2 separate regions of the Triticum aestivum genome follow, and region 2 is linked to region 1. The links are chromatin contacts, called in public Hi-C maps. All regions are on one chromosome and are shown on one strand. Each heading gives the region's core, a stretch centred on a gene start, on an enhancer-like site or on the middle of the called end of the contact. The rest is flanking DNA. Distances are from core to core; before and after follow the strand shown. Region 1 holds the start of LOC543355 (glycine cleavage system H protein, mitochondrial). Region 2 holds the start of LOC123128423 (endoglucanase 7).

Region 1 (7,696 bases), core at 2,991-5,490:
TACTGCCTGCCGCCTCTATGACATCATCCCCGGCATCTTCCATGAAGGCGCCTAGTGTCAATTCGTATCAGAGGCACCCTGAAACCCTATTCCGCCCACTTGCAATATACTTATAAAGGAGAGAAAACCCTTGGTGAAAGGAGTCACTCATCCATCAAGTCATCCCTTTACAACCATTGTCACCATTCCCATCTACAATAGTAGCCGCCATTTCCGTAGTCATCTCCATCTCTGTTATCCCCATCTCCGTTTGCCATAATACTTGTAATAGGGAACACATCACTAATCGACATACATTGTAAGACTTATAACCATTCATCTTCAAGTATCAGTTTCACAATGTATCTTATTGGTCATTCTTGTGCGATGTGCGAGTAGTCCCCTTGGGCCAAGGGTTGAGGCCTAGCCTCGCAACCGCATGTATGCGCGCTAAGTGGTTGTTGGTTTACTTTAAGGATAATGTTATTTGATGTGTTACACGACGGTTTTCGCCTCTTATCTCTACCTCGTTCTAACTTCCAAGGCCTCGCAAGTACACAAGATATTGAAGATCGAGAGATTAAGTGCAGAGAGAAACAGAAGGCTATGCCAAACATCGGTGAAAGTAAGATTAGTAAGGTTGCTAGAACCTATTCTCTAGGGGTACATAAAGTGTTGTCATTAAGTCCAATGCATTGGTCGGGTTAATTCCTTAATAACTAAGATTACCCCACGAGAAGGTAAGGGCCTTGGTTGAACAAAAGAATCTCGACACGGCGGTAGTCGGTCATGGTGTCAGTTGGACACATCTCCCACAAACAACACGTTGAAAACAAATAAGTAACCGTCTTTTATCAAGGGCCGGTTCTTTTGCTTGCTTCTAGAATAAGATGCCCCTTACCCGGGTTATTCTAGAAGCCCAACCAAATTTATTTTTTAAGAAGCCTAGTAGTTAAGACTTGACTATTAGGCTTCCAAAAGGAAAATTTTGGTTGGGCTTATAGAATAAACAGGGTAGAGGGCAACTTATTCTCAAAGCCCCCAAAACAGCAAAACAATTGACCCCAAAGCCATGTTGATTATCTAGATAGAATCTCAAGCATGCGTGTATGATTGCAAGTGAACCTCTAATCCTGACCTATTTATTTATTATTATTCCCACTTCAATATGTGTGATTTGGTCAGAACTGGAATTGTTTTGTAACAAAGTCTTGAGGGAAGAATGAAGGATGAAAAATTTCAGCCAATTATGGACAGATTTGGGAAGAGATGCAACGATTGGTCAGAAAAGTTTATGTCCTACGCGGTTAAGGAGGTCCATGTCAAATCCGTGATACAAGCCCTTCCTGTATTTACCATGAGTGTTTTCATGCTGTCCAAAGGCTTCTGCGAGAAGTACGAACGTATGATTAGAGAGTTCTGGCAGGGAGAGGAGGACGACCATAGGAAGATGCATTGGATGTCCTGGGAGAAAATGACTAAACCCAAAAGAGGTGGTGGTATTGGGTTCAGAGACATGCATCTCTTTAACCAAGCTTTGCTTGCAAAACAGGGATGGAGACTCATCCAAAACCCGGACAACTTATGTGCGAGAGTCCTAAAAGCAAAGTACTACCCGAACGGGAGCATCCTGGATACAATTTTTGCATCGGACGCATCCCCTGTCTGGAAAGCTATTGAGTTCGGGCTACAACTTCTCAAGAAGGGACTGATTTGGAGAGTGGGAGATGGCAAAAGCATTCAAATCCAACATGACCAGTGGATACCCAGGAAGGAAGGGCTCATGACGGCAGCTTTTATTAGGAGATCAAGAATTCAGTGGGTCAACCAGCTCATTCTCCCCGACAGAAAAGAATGGAACGAGGGGCTTATTAGGCAGATCTTTTTCCCTTTTGATGCTGATGAAATATGTAAGTTGCCCATCCCAGAGGCAAACATGACAGACCGGATTGCATGGCATTACGAGAAGAATGGAGTTTTCTCTGTCAGAAGCGCATACAGATTAGCTATGGGAGCAAAGGCGAGCCACACACCTTGTCCCTCCAGTTCCTCCAATGATGCGAATGATCGTAGCATCTGGGATTTCATTTGGAAGGAGAAAGTCCCCGGCAAGGTGCGTATCTTTAGTTGGAGGGCAGCGACAAGTACTCTGGCTACAAAGAAGAACAAGTGGAAAAGAACTCTAGAGGTAGATGTTGCCTGTAGCATATGTGGTCAGGGAGAGGAGGATGAATTCCATGAGGTGGTGGCATGTACTAAAAGCAGGGCGTTGAGGTTTGCCCTTAGAGAAAAATGGACACTGCTGGTGGAGATCAAGTTCAGATGTACAGGTGAGGACTGGCTCTAGGTCCTGCTTGATTTAGAGTCGGAAGAATGCCGGGCAAAAATCCTATTACTGCTGTGGAGATCTTGGCACCTACAGGAAGACTATGTCTGCCACAATGGACAAGAATCCATCTCGGGTTCTGTTTAATTCCTAACAAAATGTGCAGATGAACTGAAACACAATAGTATGGCAAGAGATTCAGTATTTGGGAAGTACGCAGAGGACATGGTAGAAATCCAACCAACACCGCTAGTTAAACTGAACTTGCAGTGGACGCCACCAGTACGAGGTACTGTCAAGATAAATCGTGATGCGTCATTCTTGGCCAAGAATGGTTGGAGTGTGGCTGGTGTTGTAGCCCGTGATTATCAAGGCCATATCCTTGTCTCCATCTACCAAAGGTTGCCGGCATGCGGGAGTGCAGAAGAGGCAGAAGCAAGGGCAGCTTTGGCAGGCGTGCAGGCTCTGGCAAATGTGTACAATGGACCAACCGTGCTGGAACTGGACTGCCAAGCAATTACTAAGGAACTTACAGAGCAGGCCCGCACTCGGTCCCCTAATTATGGGTCGATCATGGACATCAAGCATGCCATATCTGCGTTTGAAGCATGCAACATCTCGTGTACCAGACGCAGTGGGAATGTTCTCGCCCATGAACTGGCAGCCGAAACTAGGAGAAGTGAAGATCAGAAGTGGATCGAAGGGGTGCCGGAGAGACTGCGACCACTGATGCTAGGCGAATATCCTTCTCCTGCTTGAGTAGTGTTCTACTCTTGTTCTAAAAAAAGTCTTGCGGAAATCATCTTACTGAGGCATGACTTCCCGTGAGTTTGATAACTTAGGGTCACTCCAGGGAGAAAGGGAACTATCTACATCTGAAACCAGATCGAAGGTAATTAGTTGCCCCCGCAAAAAAAGAAGAAGAAGGTAATTAGTTGCCTACTTTACATTTCTTTTCTTGCTCATTTATGTTTGATTTACTTTTTTGGTGTTTTACCTTTTTTTGGAAAATATGCTAACAATTTTGTAAGTGCTTGGACATATATCTAGACATGCCCAAACAACTTTTTCAAATCCATGAACTTTTTGTAAAAAAAATACACAAACTTCTTGATGCATGAAACATTTTATGGGTATATAGGAAATGGATATTGTTCAACTAAGAGACGCTTTATGTTGCACGATAAATATTTCTATTGACAGGTTTGTGAACATTCTTTTTCGCACTATGTAAAATGCGCATACTTTAGGTTTTCTGTAATATTTTAAAACTCTTTTAACCAGTGCGACCCACTAACAAGCATTGTTTTTTTATTTGTTATAAATTTTTAAAATATATTTATTTTACCTTTTATATAAACCCATTTAAGGGTCAGAAAAAAATGACCATGTGTTGCAAAAAAAAAGAACCCACATATATAAGTATATCAGTGTCTTTTTAAAAACTGTTCATCTATTTTTTTTAAACGTTTTCTGTATGAGACAAATGGTTGCATGTTGCAAGAAAAAATGTTCATACATATGGAAAAAAATGTTCGTGTATTTTTTAGAACTCATTTATATATTTTAAAATTTTTTGTATATAAAGATAAATGTTCATGTATGTCGAATAGATGTTCATGTTTTGAAGAAGAATGTTCGCACATTAAAAATATATTTACGTGCACTCCTCGAATGCAGATACAAATTCTCTCTACTAGAGGGCTGTACACTGAGGACACGGCTGACTAATGAGAATTTGCCCACGCGGAGGACACGGTAGATTGAAATAGACCGATCTATAGTCCAATCACTCCTAGTACATACGAATAGGACAATTTTCAGGTCTCAAATTTGTTTAACATTAATCCATCGAATTTGGACCAAGCTGAGGGGGGCCCTTAATGGCTCTGCTCTAAAGCAAGGATGAGGCTATGAGCATCCATCAGCCATAGAAATCCTATCCTGCCTACCCCTCTTATTTCCTCCCCCTCTTCCTGAGCCAAACAATTTCCTTTTCCCTATCCTCCCACGGCCTCTTTCCACTACTACCACCGAGCCACCATCCCCTACAAGGGAGAGCAGAGAACACACATTCACTTTGTTGCTTCAGGTTGCAACACCTAAATTAGGCTACAATGGCTCTGAGGCTGTGGGCGAGCTCAGCTGCCAATGCCCTCAAGATTTCAAGCAGCGGCGCCAGGGCTGCTGCCCCGGCCTATTCGATCTCCAGATACTTCTCCACTGGTACAGTTTTGCTATTCATGCTAACTGAAGTTGTCTCAAGTAGGATTCGGCAAGATGTTTCTCCTTTTTTGGTAGAGAGTGCATGTAGTGTGCAATGTTCTTGTGCATTCTTTGCAGGCCAACTCTTTGCACTCAACACATTGTGGTTTTTTTACCTGTATCTTATGTGGGCTGGTCCTTTGTTGTTATCCGAAAAAGGAAAGGTGGAAAAAAATCTTCAATTAGAATAGAAGGAGGGGTACTTCTTCTAGAGATGGGAATAGTTGTTCTGCAAGCAAAATAGTTTCAGCTTCAGCAGCACACGATGTGCAGAGCCGGTAAAGCTATGGTCGTGTTTGAATGGATGGCTTTTCTCCGTTGATGTCTGAGCATTTTAAGTTTGTAAAAACTGGCAGTTTCTTCAATGAAAATCGACGAGGGAGCTCGTTGTTTAGAGAAAGTTTTTTGAATGGTTTTGATGTGAGTTTGCAGTTATTGATGGCTTGAAGTACACTTCCTCCCACGAGTGGGTCAAGAACGACGGCTCCGTGGCCACGATTGGCATCAGTGACCACGCCCAGGTGAACCAACGGCACTCCCTACATGTATGCTTTCCATATGTCAATCCTGCGTCAATAATAATCGCTGGGTGCAGGGCCATCTCGGGGAGGTGGTGTTCGTGGAGCTGCCGGAGGCCGGCACGAAGGTGAGCCAGGGCGGAGCCTTCGGCAACGTGGAGAGTGTGAAGGCCACCAGCGACGTCAACTCGCCCATCTCCGGCGAGGTCGTCGAGGTCAACTCAAAGCTGTCCGAGACCCCCGGCCTTGTACGCACAGCAAACACCTCGCCTCCGTCGATTAGCAATCAATCTTTCACGTCCGTGTAGCGATCCTAATGAACTGTGTTGTTGCGATTGCGCCGTGGCCTGGCAGATCAACTCGAGCCCGTACGAGGAGGGGTGGATGATCAAGGTGAAGCCGAGCAGCCCGGCGGAGCTGGAGGGCCTGCTGGACTCGGCCAAGTACACCAAGCACTGCGAGGAGGAGGACGCCCACTAGTGCTCCTTGCTCGATTATCGTTCCTTTTTTGTTGCAACCATGTCGACTACTCTTGTCTACAATAATTAAACCAGCTTCACCATGCGTTCAGTTCATCGGTTCCAGTTTTCTTTTGTCGTTGTACATGGCGTCCAGCAGTTTGTTATACCATTTCAGTGACCGTGACATCAGATATATGGGAAAGAGTTTGTATGTTAGTTTGTTGGTAAAAACAGACATTATCATCCACCAACAGATCATCATGTAACTACTCTAATATGGTTTATCTAAGTTTGCCCTTTTTTTACCCTTAGAGCTTGTGCCAAGATTGCTGTTTTACGTACATATTACCTCCTCTTCCCGTATATCATCTGTCACATCATAAAAAAAATCCTAGGTGAAAAAATTTGACAATCATTGGAGATGTCCTAGATGATGAAACACAAATTATTTTAGCCATGGAAAAGAATGCCTAGTTTTTTTTGTTGGATGTGTAGATTAATTTGAGCCATTTAATAACAAAGGTCTCATCGGGCAGATGCGTGTGGCAGAGACGGATAAGCTGATTTTCTCTTTTCTGGAAGGGTTGCGGTTGCAATCACCCCCCCCCCCCCCCCCCCCCCCCGCGCGCGGCACGCGTATGTGACTGGTTCGAACAAGATGTCATATGCCTCCCCCGTTTTTCGTATGGCCCTTCCCCCGCCTTTTCTACCCAAGTTGGCGTCGGTAGATTTAAATACATCGTGGTGGTTAGTTTGGGTGCAAGAGACATATGTCCCTATACTCGATTACTCGATCCTACAAATATCAGAGACCAAAGGTTAGGGAGTCCACAACCTTAGCGGTTAGGTTAAGATACACCTCATAAGAGACTCTCCCCAATGATGGCGAGTCAACACCCCTTCCAGCTCACGCTTGTCACCCTTCTTCTTGTTCCTCTTGGCCCATGGAGAATGAGCTTCAGACCGCTCTCTCCCTGCAGGCCACTTCTTGATCAACACATCGAATACGCGTGATGATCGGACTAAATGATATATGGGACGAGTGGAACATGCCCACCTTGACTTCTGGGAGCACACCAGTCTTATGGTTGTTGAGGTGGTTGAAGATGCTTGACGAGGAGAAAACATGTTAGGGATAGGCCCAATTGCATGGGACCGATCATGGTGGGGATGTTGAGGTCATTATTGAGGCCTTGTTCCGTGAAAATTCATGAACACCATCTTCTCGAGAGGAAGTTGAGTCGAATCGAGAGGGATCTTGATGATCCCACCCAGACGAGATCAATGTACCGCCCCACGGTTTGCGCTAGTTGTTGCTCGTAGATTTGTGTTCATTGTGCATATAGGGGTATACCTAGTCAAAAATGATGGGGAGTAGGCGATACAAGGATCGCGCTAATGGAACTCTGAGGTTGAGACGATACGAGACACAATGTTGTACCTAGGTTTAGACTCCCTAGGTAAAAGACCTATGTCATGCCAAGTTTCTTACGCACCCGCAAGGAAAAATCACCAACATGACATTGCAGCATCAATATAGTACATACGACCAACAGCGTAAGAAACTTATCTATGTATGTGTAAGTTGATTAGTAGATAACACAATATCACGCTGTTAAGAAGGGCCCACCAAAAACCATATCTACCTAGATAGTTGGTCCCCACTAACTTTAATTCTCTCACCATGCAACTCTCCACATCATCAAATGTGCCACGTCAACATCCACTGAAACTATTTTGTAGCACATGCATATCTCATTTTAATTGTTTCATCTTCAATGATCCAGCTTACATGCATACTCTTTGTTCACACACAATTACTGAAAATAATAGCTTTTGATTAGGTCACTTAGTTCATACAAAATTTATCCAAAATTAATTTTTAAAATTCGCAGCAACGCGTAGGGAAATCACCTATAGTTATAAAAAGAAAACACACCTCGTCATCTTCCACACAGGGCAAACAAAAAAAAATTCATTATGAAATTCAACAACACCAACGACGCAAAGAAGCGTGCCCCCAACACTTCATGTAAAATGTGAAAATCGTCGAAGACAAATCTAGCTATTAATATGGACGAAAACATGTTCCTCATTCCTTCTCAAGGAAAAAAACACTTATGTAAAAGGGGTGATGACAGCGGCGT
Region 2 (7,696 bases), core at 2,356-4,855, 620 kb before region 1:
CCCATTTACTAGCCATTTTCTGCCGTGTTCCGGCTTGTGAGCCATGAGCTCCTCGAAAAAAACCTCCTTTTGATTGCTCTGAGTTGGGCCATACACGGAAGTGAGGCGAAAGGAGCTCTCATCTCGGATTGTCGTAACCGTGAGAGAGAGAGGCAGTAGGTGCCCATGATGATGTCCGAGATACGGAACAAATCATCATTCCAGAGAACTGCGATTCCTCCTCTTGTACTCCTCCTGACGCGGTTTCAGCAGGAATCCTTCTCGTTTTCATCGGTATGGAGGAGGGTTCATACGCTTATAGTACTGCTACTAGTGGAAGTTGCCGTCGTCGTGTACACATGCATGGGGCGCATGCATCCAAAAATCTATCCGCGTCACGTCGCGGCCAGCCAGACCATTGGTTGGACAGCACTCGCGACTAGGTAGTACAGTAGAAGTTTATGGAACATATGGGGACGTAGGGACACATGGATACATAAGCCTTGTACAATAGGAGGTGTTTAGAGAGATGCTTAGAAAAATAGATCGGATTTTTCTTAAATATCGATGCCTATTTTTACAGAAGAGACGCTTAACTTGTACAAATAAGCACCGGTGCTTAAGAAAAGCCTGATTTATTTTTATAAACACCTCCCCTTAGCACCTCCCATTGTACCAGGCCTTAGGTGCAAAAATCACGATCCTAAACGGCGACCCGTTCCTGTTCCTTTGTCATCTCCCGTCCTGTCGCCCGATCGATCGCTTGCTGATTGATGCTGCATTGGATTCCAACAAAATGCTCCCAAATCATGGGGGAATACTAGCTTGTGCTGGCGATCGATCAAGCATGGAAACCGCGTTGCCAGCTTCACCAGTGCCAATTTGCCGAACAGGCGTAGTCTTGTTGCAATTGCCTTCCTCGGCATCGAATATGCGTCGTACCATACCGAAAACCCCCCGTATTAATGGCGTTTGGGAGCACCTGCTCCCTTTTCACAATTTTTTTTCCAGAATGTTCAAAAAGAATCTCACATTTAGATGACTCGTCATTGTATCTAGATACATACAATGGTTCATGAAAACCACTACCGAGTTGTGAGCTGTGGAAAAATAAAAATCAAACCCGTCTTTTCACAACCGGAAAAAAGTTACTTTAGCTCTTTTTTTTATGCAGACCACAAATCAACAAAAGAAATGAAAAAACCTGATGGTGCATAACTCACTCTAACATTAACATATCAGATTTTTTGTCGAAATGTATAAATAAATATTTTGGAAAAAATAAATATATAAATAAATAAACATGGTCATGACTAAGATAAGCAAACAATTGTATGGTTGTGAAGCAGTGCGACGAAATTCCTGATCAATGCCATTGTATTTATATGTGTGTTCATGATAAAGAAAACATTAATCATAAACCATGAAAGAAACTATAGTGTCCCTGCATACCTGAGGTGGACCTAACCAATAGCTTTCCAGTATGTAATTATGCAGGTACTTGTCCTACAAATCGTTGAAATATATAAATAAATAAATATTATCACAAGAAGAGATACATAAATAAATAGACATGGTCACGATTAAGATAATCAAACTATGGTTTGGTGAAGCGGTGCGACTAAAATTCCCATCAATGTCATCATACCTTAATATATGTGTGTTCATGATTTCAAAGAAAACATATATAGATCATAAACCATGAAAGAAAGTATACTGCCCTTGCATACGTGAGGTGGACCTAGCGTGTGTAGTTGCGTACACCTGGCTAGTGGCATCGCACTGGAATTTGAAAACGACCAAGGAAAAAAGGTACCCTCAGATAAAGGTTTTTGGAAGCAAGAAAGTCTTTATCACCCCAACAAGAGGTAGGTCATTGGTTCGATCAACCTCCGTCACTCGACCTCTAGTCTAAAAAGAAAAACATATCAGAACTAGCGGCTAGAAAATTCAGGAAAGTTAATCGCGAGGGCACGGAAAATCCGTGGCACAAATGCATATCAACGTCATGCATCATCGGCCACCAGAAGGCAGCCATTAATTAGTGATCTAACCACGTACAAAAGGAGGGCGATGAGGTGGTGTTGGCTTAGTAGCCTCCTTGAATTTTCCCGCCTTTGCTTGACAGAACGGTTTACGGAGGGAGTAGGACTTCCCAACCGCACGGGAAAATTGGACAAACCAGACGTCTGGTTGAGCTACGGGGAGAAGAAGAAGCCCCTAGAAAACGGAACCACTAGCATCTCACGTACACACACATACATTAAGCACATCGTGATCGATACTACGTACGTCTAGATCTTCAATTTTCTTCTTCGACGAGCAATAGAAAACGACGAGGGCTAATAGACGGGTGCGTGCGGTGCCAGAGCACGATCAAAATGTGGTGGTTCAGTCGGCCCTCTCCGAGGAACAATGGTTGACTAGGCCACATGGGAGAGACGGAGAGAGCTATCGGAGAAGTTTCCAAGGGATCGGGTGCTAGTAGCAGTAGTTTATGGTTTAGCAAAGCACATATGTCGCGGTAAAAACCGTGCGTCTATCCATGAACCTGCCTACCAGTACTACCAGATAGATGTACGTACCCATGCATGTATCTAGGGTCTAGCAGGATGGCAATAGGATTGCGCAGCCGGTGGAAGAAAAGGGAGGCATCAAATCGTTGCCGCCGGGGAGTCCCTGTCCGGCCACGGGGAAACGGATCACAAGTTTCACGTACACGCACGAGAATAGGTGGAGGAGAAGACGTATGCTTGTAGCTTAGCTTCAGCAAAAGAAACAGCTAGCTCCTTGTATACTTTTGCATGTACATATATGCTCCCTTCGTTCGAAAATACTTGTCAGACAAGTATTTCAAAACGGAAAAAGTACATTCGTTTAGCAGAATATATGGTGCGGCTTAATCGGCTCGTGCTATGTAGTTTGTTGATCATTGATAGTAGTACCTTGCTAGCTCAACCTAATAATCATCTTGCTAGCATTAGCAGTTGATAATAGTATTATCATCGCGAAACATGCTGCAACCGTCGGCTGACTACACGATTGACCAACCGATCGTGGAGAGACATGCCCGCCCCCGACAAACACATGCCCCGCCCCGGCGCCCGGCCGGAACAATAATCTCACGGCTCACACAAAGCTTATAATTTGCCTATAGTTAAACGTACGTCAGCCAACCACTTATAACTACCGCGTAACGTGTACCATATCACTAACATGTTTTTCCACGGGAGGTAGCAAGAGAGAGAAAAAAACGGGTCTTTTTTATCAGACCGGCCGCCTGACCTAGGATACCTTCCCTGCTAAGATTTGACAGTGAAATGAAAACCTGTTACCGGCCACCAGCCGGCCGGTCGATCGGCCGGCGACCTGTCCCGAAGGAACTACGCCGGTCGCACGCGTCCTTCGGCCATGTGTTGGTGCCTGGCGGTACGTGCCCGGCTGGCCCCAACCGACTCACGCTCTGAAAAAAACACGTAACGCGTCCCGGTCAAAATCTGCTCCGCTGCCGCCTCCCTTGCGTGCGTCGTCGCTAACCCAGAACCCAACCCAACCATCTCAATCTATCTCCCCAGACCAAACAAAGGATACAAAACCCAAACGCAGCTTCGCTCGCTCGCTCGCTCGCTTACATTTGCATCGTTTCTTTCCTGCCTGCTCCTCCTCTTGCCATCTACTACTATCTCTAGAGTTTTATATTCCCCCGTCCCGGCCCGGCCGCCGAACCGGTTCAACGCGGTGCGCGTGCGTGCGCTGGACCCGGACGCCGGCCGCGAATATAAGCGCGCCAGCCCACGGCCTCAGGTCGGAGGACACTGCCCCGCCCCGCCCCGCTCGCCACACAGCACGCAACGCACAACCGCGGGAGAGAGATCACACACACACCCCTACGCTCGCACACAGGCTAAGCTAGCAGAGCCGGCAGAGGGCGGCGCGGCGGTGATCACAGGGCGCGCCCCGGGCACGCACGCACAAGCGAAGGCGCCAACGATCCGAGGAGCATATTCTTGCGCAATGAGATCAGGGAGCACCCCATGGCTGCGGGCGGCGCTGCTGCTAGTGCTGGCGGTGCTGCTGGCCGCGGTGGCGGCGGCGGAGGGGAGCAAGAGCGGGAGCGGCGACGGCAAGGCGCACAACTACGAGGAGGCGCTGCGGAAGAGCCTGCTCTACTTCGAGGCGCAGCGGTCGGGGCGGCTGCCGCACGGGCAGCGCGTGCCGTGGCGCGACCACTCGGGCCTCACCGACGGGCTGGAGCAGGGGGTGGACCTGGTGGGCGGCTACTACGACGCCGGCGACCACGTCAAGTTCGGCCTGCCCATGGCCTTCACCGTCACCATGCTCTCCTGGAGCATGCTCGAGTACGGGGACGACGTCGCGGCCGCCGGCGAGCTCGCGCACGCGCTCGAGGCCATCAAGTGGGGCACCGACTACTTCATCAAGGCGCACACGCAGCCCGACGAGCTGTGGGCCGAGGTACGTACTCCACGAGCCGACGACGGCGATCGTGTGTCACCTCCATCCCCTGGCTATAGCTAGCAGTGTTCAGATACGATCATGACATGCATGAGATGAGACCGACCGGTTCCAAGCTAGCTGTTGCGCACGCAAGCCAGCGATCGTTCCAAGAAAGAAAGACAGAGAGAGACCAATTCAATCATGCACACCTAGCTACCTCGCTGCACTTTGATCAATTAGATTCTTCATTTACATACTACACAAAATCTTTTATGTAGAGAGATCAATTATATAGATATAGGAGTATTTTTCTGGTTAGGAGAGAAAAGAAAAAGGTTCTTTTTCTGGTGAATAACAACAAGCGTGTTAGGTAGGCGGCCAGTTTGATTTGATGAACGTACGTACCAACGAACGGCGGCACTAAACTATTTTTTTTGCGTGGTTGCACTAAACTATTTTCTCCCACATGGCGTGCATATGTTTCACAGCTTCGTCGGTCGTCCACGATGCACCCGAGCCGTCGGATTAATCCCCTAGCTTTTTCTTGAACAGGTGGGGGACGGCGACACGGACCACTACTGCTGGCAGCGGCCGGAGGACATGACGACGTCGCGGCAGGCGTACAAGGTCGACCGCGACCACCCCGGCTCCGACGTCGCCGGCGAGACGGCCGCCGCCATGGCCGCCGCCTCCATGGTCTTCCGCAAGTCCAACCCGCACTACGCCCACCTCCTCCTGCACCACGCCCAGCAGGTACACACTCCAGATACACACATCGTGTACGTTGACGTGGTGCATGCAATTGCAAAGTCTCGTGTGGAAAAATGAGAGAAAAATATCGGCGCAAGCTTGGAGCTTTGTGTAGCACCAGTCTGTCTGCGTACCGGATTTTGGAACATAGCGTACGAATATTGGTAGCTTTGGTCAAGGGGCGCCGGTCTTTTCATGGGCATATGAGGTGTGTGTTCTTTTCTTGTGCCCTGTGCCGCACATGCCAAGTCGCAAACAGCTCGACGCGATGAGACCGGCGTCGATCGATCGGGCGGGAAAACGGAGGTTTTTTCTCTTCTGTCGGCTGGCTGCCGTGTGGGGCCGGGGCGCAACCTCTATCTGGTGGACGGGGAACTTTCCATTTGCCGCCTCCGGGCATGATTAGGTGGCCAGTTCAATCACATGCTGAGCCAGCGGCTTAACTGGGAAATTATTAGGAAGCGGTCGTCGTGCCATCATGTGCTAATTGAACCCGTCCGTATCCACACCCACTGGCCTGGCTTGGCTACCTACCTGCCTGCCGCTTTTCAAGTGTCAACTATAAAACGCATCAATGAATGATAGATACATATGCAGCCTTAGTTATTATTCTTAGGGCTTTTTATTTTTTATTTTTTAAGCTGATGATAGTGTATGCGATCTTACTAGTTGTTGGATGTACGTGCACGTTGGCTGATGTTCGCTTTGTGAACGTGCGTGCAGCTGTTCGAGTTCGCGGACGGGTACAGGGGCCAATACGACAGCAGCATCGCGGAGGTGAAGAGCTACTACGCGTCGGTGAGCGGGTACAAGGACGAGCTGCTGTGGGCCGCCCTGTGGCTCCACCGCGCCACCGGCAAGGCCGCCTACCTCGACTACGTCGTCGACAACGCCCACGACTTCGGCGGCACCGGCTGGGCCATCACCGAGTTCAGCTGGGACGTCAAGTACGCCGGCGTCCAGATCCTCGCCGCCAGAGTAAGCCACTGCGCACTTTGAGCTATCAGGTGAACCATCACTGGCCGGCCGGTCACTGACGAGACGAAATGATTTTCAGCTGCTGCTGAGGGGGGAGCACACGGCGGAGCAGAAGAGCACGCTGGAGCGGTACCAGGCCAAGGCGGAGCACTACGTGTGCGCGTGCCTGGGCCGGAACGCGCAGGCCGGCGGCGAGGACGCCAACGTGGAGCGGAGCCCGGGGGGGATGCTCTACATCCGGCAGTGGAACAACATGCAGTACGTGACCAACGCGGCGTTCCTGCTCTCCACCTACGCCGACTACCTGGCCGAGGCCGGCGTGGGGACGGTGACCTGCGCGGGCGGCGGGACGGCGGGCGCCGGCGAGGTGGCGGCGCTGGCCAGGGCGCAGACGGACTACGTGCTGGGCACCAACCCCAGGGGCGTCAGCTACCTCGTGGGCTACGGCCCCAAGTACCCCGCCAGGGTGCACCACCGCGCGGCATCCATCGTGCCGTACAAGCACAGCAAGCAGTTCATCGGGTGCTCGCAGGGGTTCGACCACTGGTTCGGCCGCCGGAGCTCCAACCCCAACGTGCTCGTCGGCGCCATCGTCGGCGGGCCCGACCGGAGGGATCGGTTCAGGGACAACCGGGACAACTACATGCAGACGGAGGCGTGCACCTACAACACCGCGCCCATGGTGGGGATGTTCGCCAAGCTCAACCGGATGGCGAGGGAGGAGAGGGAGGAGAGGGAGCAGAGAGCTGCCACCGCGAGAAGCGGCACGGCGGCCGAGGTGTAAATGGGTTAGATAGGTTATAGGTCGAGGGGCTGTACAATTTTCCCCATTCTTTTGTTCATTTCTTCTCCTTCTTTGGAGGTTTCTTGATACACAGAAAGGATGGAGATGGGTGTAGTATATGAGGGAAAAAAAAGGGCTGGAGGCATTGACATGCAAATGTAAATTCGCTGCCTGTACATATGAGAAAAGGAAAATGAGAATTTATATATCGGTGATTCTAGTTTGTTTAAGCTTGCAAGAGAGGAGTCTATTGTCCAAGCTTGAAAATGAGAGTTGGCCACGAAAGGAGACGCGACACAACAAACGCATTCAAATAGGAGGACAATATGAGGGCCGTTTTTTGATGAAAATGAAAATGAAACTAGCAACGAAACCTTCACTTCATCAAGTAACCAGCTTTTACATGGGTGCCCTGTACAATCATTCGTGATTATAATTAGGGTCTGCTATTTTAACAGCAAAATTTTGAATCAGAGGACACAAGTAGCGATGCCCCGTAAAACTAGGAAATAAGAATCCAACGATGAAGCAGGAAGTTACACAAAGGTAGATGGAAGAACACATAAATAATAATACTCTGTAAAGAAATATAAGATTGTTTAGATCACTAAATTTCTTTACAGAGGGAGTATCAACAAGAGTGCTTATGATTTCTCGTGGCTAATCAAAGAATGACGATCCAGATCCCTTGCATACAACACCAAGCATATCACCTCAAAATAAAAACGTGAGTCTCGTGAGGTCAAAAAG

What was found. A called contact is a pair of places that touch in the nucleus more often than the background predicts.
Region 2: a Hi-C map of leaf shows a contact between it and region 1, with 5 times the contacts expected there. The contact joins the promoter of LOC123128423 here to the promoter of LOC543355 in region 1. A contact is called at or near these places in 2 of 5 Hi-C or Micro-C datasets (both in leaf).

Annotation. Positions count from the first base shown.
Region 1 is chr6A:550,832,148-550,839,843 of IWGSC CS RefSeq v2.1, reverse strand. LOC543355 (glycine cleavage system H protein, mitochondrial) reads left to right here and starts at 4,240. Exons shown (of 4, transcript XM_044548418.1): 1 at 4,240-4,531; 2 at 5,003-5,091; 3 at 5,166-5,336; 4 at 5,443-5,860. The coding sequence starts at 4,423. The coding sequence ends at 5,568.
Region 2 is chr6A:551,454,951-551,462,646 of IWGSC CS RefSeq v2.1, reverse strand. It overlaps LOC123128423 (endoglucanase 7), which reads left to right and starts at 3,605. Exons shown (of 4, transcript XM_044548420.1): 1 at 3,605-4,452; 2 at 4,987-5,187; 3 at 5,908-6,162; 4 at 6,242-7,176. The coding sequence starts at 3,994. The coding sequence ends at 6,946. LOC543429 (dynamin-2A) reads right to left here. Exons shown (of 22, transcript XM_044548419.1): 22 at 7,689-7,696.